3 separate regions of the Sus scrofa genome follow, and regions 1 and 2 are each linked to region 3. A link is a contact called in public Hi-C data. All regions are on one chromosome and are shown on one strand. Each heading gives the region's core, a stretch centred on a gene start, on an enhancer-like site or on the middle of the called end of the contact. The rest is flanking DNA. Distances are from core to core; before and after follow the strand shown. Region 1 holds the start of WSB2 (WD repeat and SOCS box-containing protein 2). Region 2 overlaps WSB2 (WD repeat and SOCS box-containing protein 2). Region 3 holds the start of PEBP1 (phosphatidylethanolamine-binding protein 1).

Region 1 (2,700 bases), core at 90-2,589, 79 kb after region 3:
CTTTACTTCACTCCAAGCTCTAATCAAAGCCGTCCCATTTCCAACTTGCTTCCTTTTCAAAGCAAACCCATGCTTCCTACCTTAACCTCCCATGTTCTGTTTGACCCAGTTCCTCCATTTTCATGCTGTGTGTTTAATACAAGCCTCTTTCCCTTGCCCCTCTTTTTACCTCTGCCTGTTTTCACTTTTGTTCCCTGTAATTCCTCAGGCCTCCTGGGTCACACACAAGTTCACCCAGTTTGTCCATTTTTGGACCCCCTACTCCTGTTGACTCCTCTTTTTTTCTGGCCGGCTGCCCGTTTCTCATACCCCTTTTAACCGGGTCATATTCATTCGCACCCTCCATTTCCCGATAGTCTTTCCTTTTCTGGTTTCCATTTTTTAAAAAACGGAGGCTCCTTCCTCTGATCCTCCATTTTTAGCCCCCTTTACTCCTCTACTTCGGCTCCCGCTTAACCTCTGGGCTCCCCCTCCCTCCGGTGTTCCTGGACCCCTCACCCCCCAGTCCTGTCTTCCCTTTTTGTTTTCTCGATTCTTCCGATCCCCGGTGTCTTCAGGTCCTCCTTCCTGCCTGCTCGCCCCTCCGTTTTACCTGATTCCCATCCCTTTCCACGCTGCCCCATCACCCTCAGTTTCCTCCTCAGCTCTCCAGTGCCTTTCCGTAGTCCCTCCCTCGTTTTCCCCTCAGCCCCGCCGTACATCCCCTTTTTTGTTACCCACACCTCCCTCGATCTTCAGTCTTTACCAGACGCGTGTCACTCCCCTCCCACTCTGTTCCTCCCAACTCTCCCCCAACCGGGTTCTACCCCATCCCTGCGATCTCCCTGAGCCTGGCTCCTCCCAGGTTTACCGGTGTACCCTCCGCCCCCTGTTTCTCCCCCCACCATTTTCTCCTCCAGCTCGTTTCCCCTCAGCCCCGCTCCCCGACCCTCCCCTCGATTTTTTTCCTGCCCCAGTTCACCTGCCCGCCCCAACCCCGTTTTTTCCTCCAGCAACCCCCGCCTCTTCCCGGGTTAGATCCACTCCACACCCCCCAACCCCGTTTTCCTCGTTCCTTCCCTATCTTCCTATCAGACCCACTCCCCCTCCCCGCGCCGATCCCGTCGGCCTCCATCTGCCCCCCCTTTCCCGTCAGCCCGGCTCCCCCGCCCAGGGCCGAACCCTCCTGCTTCCACCTGCCCGCCCCCGCTCTTCCCGCAGCTGGCTCCAGGGTTTTCTCCCGCCCGCCCCCAGCCCCGCCCCCGCGCGTCCCCGCCCGCGCCCGCCGCCATGTGACGGGAAGCAGCTGATGGCCTCTCCGGGCGGCGGCGGGCGCGGCGGCGGCTGCAGGGCCGGGGCCGGGGCCGGGGCCGGGGCCGGGGCCGGGGCGGGGGCGGGTGGCGCGGCGGCGGCATGAGGGCCGGTGGCCCTGGGGGCTGAGGCGCCCGCCGCCTGCCGCGGGCCGCGCATGTCCTTCATGGAGGCCGGAGGTGAGTGGGGGCCGTGGCGCGCGTTCCCCGCCGACGGAGCCGGGCCCGTTCCCGGGGGTGGGGCGCGGGCGCGGATTCGGTCGGGGCGGGGGCGGCGGAGGCGCGGGGCCTGGGCTGTCCGCGTCTCCTGGGCGGGGTGCGCGCCCGGCGCCCAGCTTTGTTTCGCTTTCGCTGTCAGAGGCCGCCACCCCGTCTCCTGCCGCCGACTGGACCGGAGGAGGACGGGCCTCTGCGTGGCGCGGCTTCCCACCCCCCTGGCACAGTGGGGGGCGCCGGGATCCCGACGCCTCGGTCCGAGTGGGACGTGGGGAGTGATACCCGAGGATGTGGGTGCCCAGGTGCCAGGTGACGCGCTGTAGGTCTGGATGAGAGTCCGCTCTGCCCCTTCCAAGCGGTGTGCCTGTGGACAAGCCACTTAATCCAAGTCCGTTTTGTATCTACAAAATGGGCTAATAATAGTATCTGCCTTAGGGGGTGGTTGGGGGCTTCCCAAACTTGCATAAAAATGGGGTCTGGGGTCCGTATTGAAAAAATATATTGTGAGCCTCTCCCAGTAGAGACTGATTCGTCGAGGTGGGGGTGGAACTGGGATGCTGATCCCTGGTGACACGGATGATGGGACAAGTTTAGGAAACACCGGTGAGTGAGGTGCTTACCTCTATTCTTGTTAACAGCTGTCATCAGAAAGCGGTATCAAAGTTAGAGAATATTGGATACCCTCGCAGGGTCAGCCCAAATGAAAGAACAGTCTCAGTGGGGATGGTGTACTTGTTATGCAAAGGCACGCCCTTCAGGCTTTTTCCTTCCAACCACATTACCCCTAAACCCCACTAATATAGAAATTTGGGGTGGGCTTGTGATTTATTCTGGGAGTTCCAGCTCTTGAATACTCCCGTGCTTAAAGGCAAAGTTTCTTTAGGGGAAATCCTCAGAAGGGGTCAGGCCTGGGCTCAGGATTTGTTCCAGAAACCCTTTTAATTCTTCCAGTGAAGTTCAAGCTTCATCTTGATCTGGAGGATTCTGATTGTGGATGTCTGTGTTTTTCCCTGGCTTGTTTGATGGAGGGGGGATGGTAGGTTGAAATCGGGGTATTCCCTGGGGTGGTGTTAACTTTTTAATTTGGGAAATGACATTTCTTTGTTTGCTGGAGTCAGGCATTCAGTGCTAGGTGCAGAGGTAGTTCTCTCAGCCTTCCTATCTAGATAAGGGCTTTCTTTTCAGTGAGCGTGTT
Region 2 (2,758 bases), core at 90-2,589, 95 kb after region 3:
GTGAACAGTTCACAAAGGGCACACTTATCGCTGATAGTGCAAAGTCCATGACTGGTCTAGCCCTCACACCCTTAAGAGAGACCTGTCCCTGCCCTCCTGGAAATGAGCCTGATAACTTGTCAGACACCTCAGGAGGGGCTTGTGGTGTCCTTTCTGAAGGCATCTAGTCACCCAGACCTCTCTGGGTACTTCCTGCCCGTTGCTGTGGAGCTTGTAGTCACGGTCTAAGGCAGGCCTCTGACTAGGAAGGCTGCTCAAGGACAGTGCCATCTTTAATGAATGTCCAGAGGCAGCTAGGTCCTTAAAGTGGCCTTGAAAATCTCTCGGTTGGGAAGGGAAGACTAGCTGAAGGGGCTGAGAGTGGGCAGACGGGACTAGGCCAGTTATTAGGGCTTTTCAAGGGAGGAGGGGACTAAAGTACTGTTCCCAGGTACCAGGCCCTGCCACCCGCCGTAACTTACTAACAGCTGCCTCGGGGGTAGTTACTCTTCTTATGTGAAAAAACCATGACTTTAAGAAAATGTATCTGTGTGTGTGTGTGTGTGTGTGTGTGTATACGCACACATACACAGACTTTATCATAAATGCCTATGTATGACCGTGTACGTTCTTCCCCTTTTTTGGCTTTTCCCCTCAAACTTCCTCATGCTCCCGTCTATTGCATTCCTGCATAGCCCCCTGCAGTCTTGTAACCCAAGCCAAGAGCCTTCCATATTTCCTTCCATGTTTGTTTCTGTACTTGTCCTATTCTTACACTCACATGTTTACATTTATGGGTTTTGGGGTCATTGTTTCGCAAAAATGGAATCATATTCTCCTCATTTTTTTGCATCTTGCTTTTTTTTTTTTTTTTTTTTTGCTTTTTAGGGCAGTACCTGCGGCATATGACAGTTCTCAGGCTAGAGGTTGAATCGGATCATAACTATAGCTACTGGCCTATGCCACAGCCACAGCAACACAGGATCCAGGCCACGCCTGCGACCTACACCAGAGGTCACGGCAATGCCGGATCCTTAACCCACTGAGCAAGGCCAGGGATCGATCCCGCAACCTCACGGTTCCTAGTTGGATTCTAGTTGGATTCGTTTCCACTGAGCCACAATGGGAACTCCCATCTTGCTTTTTTTTTATAGTTAAATGGTACTCCATGGAAAATCTAGTTTCTTAATTTCATTTGAATTAACAGCTGAAATACTACCCTTTATCCACCCATTCCTCTATTGATGGGCATTTAGTTTTTTCTAAAAAATGGAGACTAGAGAGGTTACATGAGTGACCCAGGGTTATGTGCTGAGTAAACAGTGATCCAAGGTTCAGACCGGAGCTTGTCTGCCGCCAGAGCTCGGGGCCCTAATTACCCCACACCACTGCTCACTTGGACACCCTGGGGGGATGAGAGGAGGGTGAGAGTGGGATCCTGGTGACTGGGAGAAACCATTGCAGAGTGTAAACCACGGAGAATTGAAGGTGGAATTTGGAAGGAGGCTTCAAAGTTATTGAGGTGGTTGGGGGATCTGAAAAGAATGTTCTATCCTATCAAAGGAGTTTCTCAAACCTGTTCTGTGGATAGCCTTTATTCCACTGACCTTGTGGGTTTTGGTGGAACAGTAGGTAATGATTTCCTTTGGGCACTGGAATAATGTATTAATAGATTTCAGGTGTTTATATCACAAATCCTGTTATATGTCGTTCTCTGCATTAAAGAAGTGGCTTGTGGGCTCAGCTGCTAGAGAAGCAGTGGACACACTGTGGGGAGAGAGGCACTACTGCCTTCCTCCATCTTCCTGATTGTGGCTCACTGTTTGCTCCGTTTCTCTGCCAGGTAAACAGATTCAGGTGTTATCAGGCCACCTGCAGTGGGTTTACTGCTGCTCCATCTCACCAGACTGCAGCATGCTATGTTCTGCGGCCGGAGAGAAGTCGGTGAGTCTCGAACGTGGGGTGCCCTTGGCTGTGTTGCTTCAGTTCAGCAAGATATGGGGGTCTGAGGTGGGCTGTTTTGTGAAAGAGTGAGTGGCCAGTGTCCTCGAATCCACCTGCAAAGCAGCCGCCATTGGAGGCACGGAAGGCACATTGGCTGTGGCCCCTCCTGCTCACCTCCCTTTTGATTTGCACTTTGACCTGAACTAGACGAGAAGGGGTGTTTGGGAGCAGATCACTGCGTCGTTGGAGGGTTGTTTGCCTTCACAAAAGGGGAAAGTGGTGCCTTTTAGATTTCTTTCCCCTTGGACTCTAGATTTTAAAAGTTGTAACCCCTGTGTGGATCCACATTTACTTTGAGCCATCTAATTTGAATTAGGATTTCTATTTCGAATCATGAAATGTACAGTTTCTTACTGAACTCTGTCCTAAAATCCTGTCTATCAAAAGAAAAGTACTGGAAACCCAAGAACAATTTGGGAACAGTTTGAGTTTCGTATTTGTATCGAGCTGTTGTTTGCTGTGACTGACTTGGGAAAGTTAAGAGTTCACTATTTGGTGCAGCCCAGGTGGTTAATCATTGATTTGAGGTTTGGAATTATGTGAAAGTGAGAGTTTTCTTAAAGGAAAGAAAATCCTTCTTTTAATGATTCTCAGAAAAGTTGAAAGTAATGAGCTCAGTAGTGGGGCAGATTTCTGTGGTCCTGTAAACCTAAGAGGGGGGCATAAGATGGCTTTGTCGGGTGCCCTGGAGTGCGCTTCTGATCCCTGTTTTTGGTTTGAATGAAAGGATAAGATAGCCCTTGGCCTAGGTCTTCAGCATGCATTGCGCTGTTTG
Region 3 (2,735 bases), core at 159-2,658:
AATACTCTTTTTTTGACCTCATATTCCTCAAAGGTCAAGCAGAATAAATTGTTAATAAAAACTCAAGTGTACTGACGCTACTAAGGAGCTGAAGTTTAATATACGTTATTTATTTTAGTCTCGACAACACTATGGGGCTAATATCCTAGCATGTTATTAACAGAAAGAGATGGGTCAGGATTTAAACCCTGATACTGAGTTCTCTCAAGTACAACCTGAAATAACAGGATCTTTAGATTGCTGACACATTTCCTAGGGCCTGCTAAAGTGAAATCTGAATTAACTGGATGTTTAAAAATGCAGAGAAAATGAGAAAGCCGAGACGGGCAGACGTGAACAGTGAGTCCGGGAAAGAGAGGCTGTGAGATGGACACTTTATATTTAAACAACAAATTCTAAACATTTAAACCAATAAACCACCCGAGCAGTTTATTCACACCGTTGCCTCGGAGCTTCTAGACCAACAGCTTGCCACAATGTCAGGATTCTCCACTCCAGAAGCAGCCAGAATCAGGCTGCGCTTCAGCCTTGGGCGTCAAAGGCCAAACGGTAAATAAAGCAAGGCGGTTACCCTCGAGCCTTCCAGCTGCGGAACGTACTTACTTTGGGTGGCTTCAGGCCACAGATCGCTAAAACAAAGGACGATCGCCGAGAACTGCCGAATACTGGTTACATAATGCGTCATATGCCCTCGGGTGGAGCTCTTACTCCCGAAATTAAGGCCTAAAACCCCCTGGCCCTAGGGGAGGCTCTGGGGGCTTGTGGGCAGCCACTGACCTCTCCCGCCGGCGACTGCTCTCTCCCCGCCCCTACCCCAGCGATCTAGGTTGTCTCCAGACCTACGCCACTGCCAGCTCCTCGAAATCTCCAGGAAAATAGATCCATTTCCCCTGCAGGCCGTGCCCCGCCCTCCACGTGCCGGATTCCCGGGGCCCGGAAGGTCCGCAAACCTGCGGCACGGGAACCGCGACCCCCTTTCCTCGGTGGATCCGCCGCACGGAAGCTGGAACTTCCTCCTCACACCCGCTGGGTCCCCGCTCTGCCGGCCTGAGGGCCTGCCGGCCTCAGACAGCTGTACCCCCTCCGACTCGGGTACCTGGGTAGGTGTCAGCACTTTGCCCAGCTCGTCGACCTCAGCCCCGCCGTATTTGACCTGCAGCGGGTGCTGTGGCCGCTCGTCCACTTCCTGCAGGCTCAAGGGCCCGGACCACTTGCCGAGGTCCACTGGCATCGCAGGGTCGAGCGGGGCGCAGTGCAGGAAGAGCAGCAGAAGTAACACGCAGCGAAGCTGCACTGGGCTCAAAGCGCTTTCCAAATTGGACGGAGGCAACGCTGGTCAAGAGGCCCTGGAGCGCATGCGCTTGAGCAGCGCCCCGCCCCGCTCCTCCAGTCGCTGGCAAGGGTGGGCCTCATTGTGCCCTCTGATTGGTCGAGCCCGGATCGTCCGGCGCGCCAGGTCAATGCAGCAGGATTGGCCTTTCTTTTTGCAAGAAGGCGCTTGCAACCTGCCACCCGCGGTGTTCCCAAACACTGTGCCAGAGCTTGCAGAACTCTTTTTTCAAGATGTACATTTGAGCTATCTTTAATTTTTTTAAAAACCTTTTTGCATGGTTTTTTGCTCCACTTTTCTAAACGCAGAAATGGTAAGGCCTTGCTTTTCTTTTGCATTTCTTAAAACAAGTGTCATTGCACAGCCGCGCTGTATTTCGCGCATGCTCACTGGTTTCCGAAAACTGGGAGAGGACCTAAGGTAACTTTTGAGCATTTTTTCCCCAACAAATATATTTGCACATATATTTGATCCCCCTACACCCACTGGATCCAGACAAGATTCCTGGGAAATGATGGGGTGGTTTTTTCTTTTTTAGTTGTTATTTGTTATTTGAGGGAAAAAATTTTAACCTGTCTATCCAGTTCAATAAGGATGAAGTTAGCCACTGCAGTCCCCATTCTACAATACACCGTGAATGGAATTCAAAACAAGAAGAGAATGAGGCACTCCGGTTTGGAAGAAAAAGGCAAAACACTCAGATATACTCCAGGAGAATTTTTTTTATGAATCCAGATTCTTTCCTCTTCCCATACTTAGAAAAGCACTAAGCTCGTGAACTGAAATATCTGCTCCCAGTGACTAGTAGCAACCTTCTACCAAGATGGATGCTTGATTGAATGTACCCCTTAGTCAAAAAATGTGCAGGAGTTCCCATCGTGGCTAGTGGTTAATGAATCCGACTAGGAACCATGAGGTTGCAGGTTCAATCCCTGGCCTTGCTCAGTGGGTTAAGGATCCAGTGTTGCCTTGAGCTATGATGTAGGTTGCAGACGCGGCTCGGATCCCGAGTTGCTGTGGCTCTGGCGTAGGCCTCCGGCGGCTACAGCTCCAATTCAACCCCTAGCCTGGGAACCTCCATATGCCGCGGAAACGGCCCAAGAAATGGCAAAAAGACCCCCACCACCACCCCGCGCACGCAAAAATAAAAGTACATATCCTGGCCCCCTACCTCTTTCAAGCAGTTCCTCAGAGCTATCTGAAAGGGAGCCTCTGTCTTCAGTAGTCCTTAGTAAGACACGAAATAAAACTCAACTTACAGTTGTTATGTTGTGCAGTTTTTTGTTTTTAGTTGACAAACCATAGTTACTAGGCCTACTTTGTTGACAAGTGACTCTGCCTCAAAACTGCTCTCCCTGTGGCCACCAATTTCTTTTTATTATATATGACTGGCACTATTTAAATC

The links. A called contact is a pair of places that touch in the nucleus more often than the background predicts.
Region 1: a Hi-C map of skeletal muscle shows a contact between it and region 3, with 4 times the contacts expected there. The contact joins the promoter of WSB2 here to the promoter of PEBP1 in region 3. A contact is called at or near these places in 1 of 5 promoter capture datasets (liver), 6 of 47 Hi-C or Micro-C datasets (heart right ventricle, liver and skeletal muscle) and 2 of 2 datasets of contacts at active chromatin or transcription factors (alveolar macrophages and skeletal muscle).
Region 2: a Hi-C map of liver shows a contact between it and region 3, with 1.8 times the contacts expected there. The contact joins the enhancer-like site here to the promoter of PEBP1 in region 3. A contact is called at or near these places in 3 of 47 Hi-C or Micro-C datasets (liver and skeletal muscle) and 2 of 2 datasets of contacts at active chromatin or transcription factors (alveolar macrophages and skeletal muscle).

Annotation. Positions count from the first base shown.
Region 1 is chr14:34,607,626-34,610,325 of Sscrofa11.1, forward strand. It overlaps WSB2 (WD repeat and SOCS box-containing protein 2), which reads left to right and starts at 1,340. Exons shown (of 9, transcript XM_001925977.5): 1 at 1,340-1,469. The coding sequence starts at 1,448.
Region 2 is chr14:34,623,717-34,626,474 of Sscrofa11.1, forward strand. It overlaps WSB2 (WD repeat and SOCS box-containing protein 2), which reads left to right. Exons shown (of 9, transcript XM_001925977.5): 5 at 1,823-1,923. Among named protein-coding and RNA genes, the nearest start is that of WSB2, 16 kb to the left of the region's middle. Within about 2 kb of position 1,340, at least 13 of the 83 cell types and tissues checked have an H3K27ac peak or open chromatin away from gene starts, as enhancers often do. A contact at or near this core is called in liver, where this site is marked.
Region 3 is chr14:34,528,830-34,531,564 of Sscrofa11.1, forward strand. PEBP1 (phosphatidylethanolamine-binding protein 1) reads right to left here and starts at 1,409. Exons shown (of 4, transcript XM_003132890.3): 1 at 1,097-1,409. The coding sequence starts at 1,231.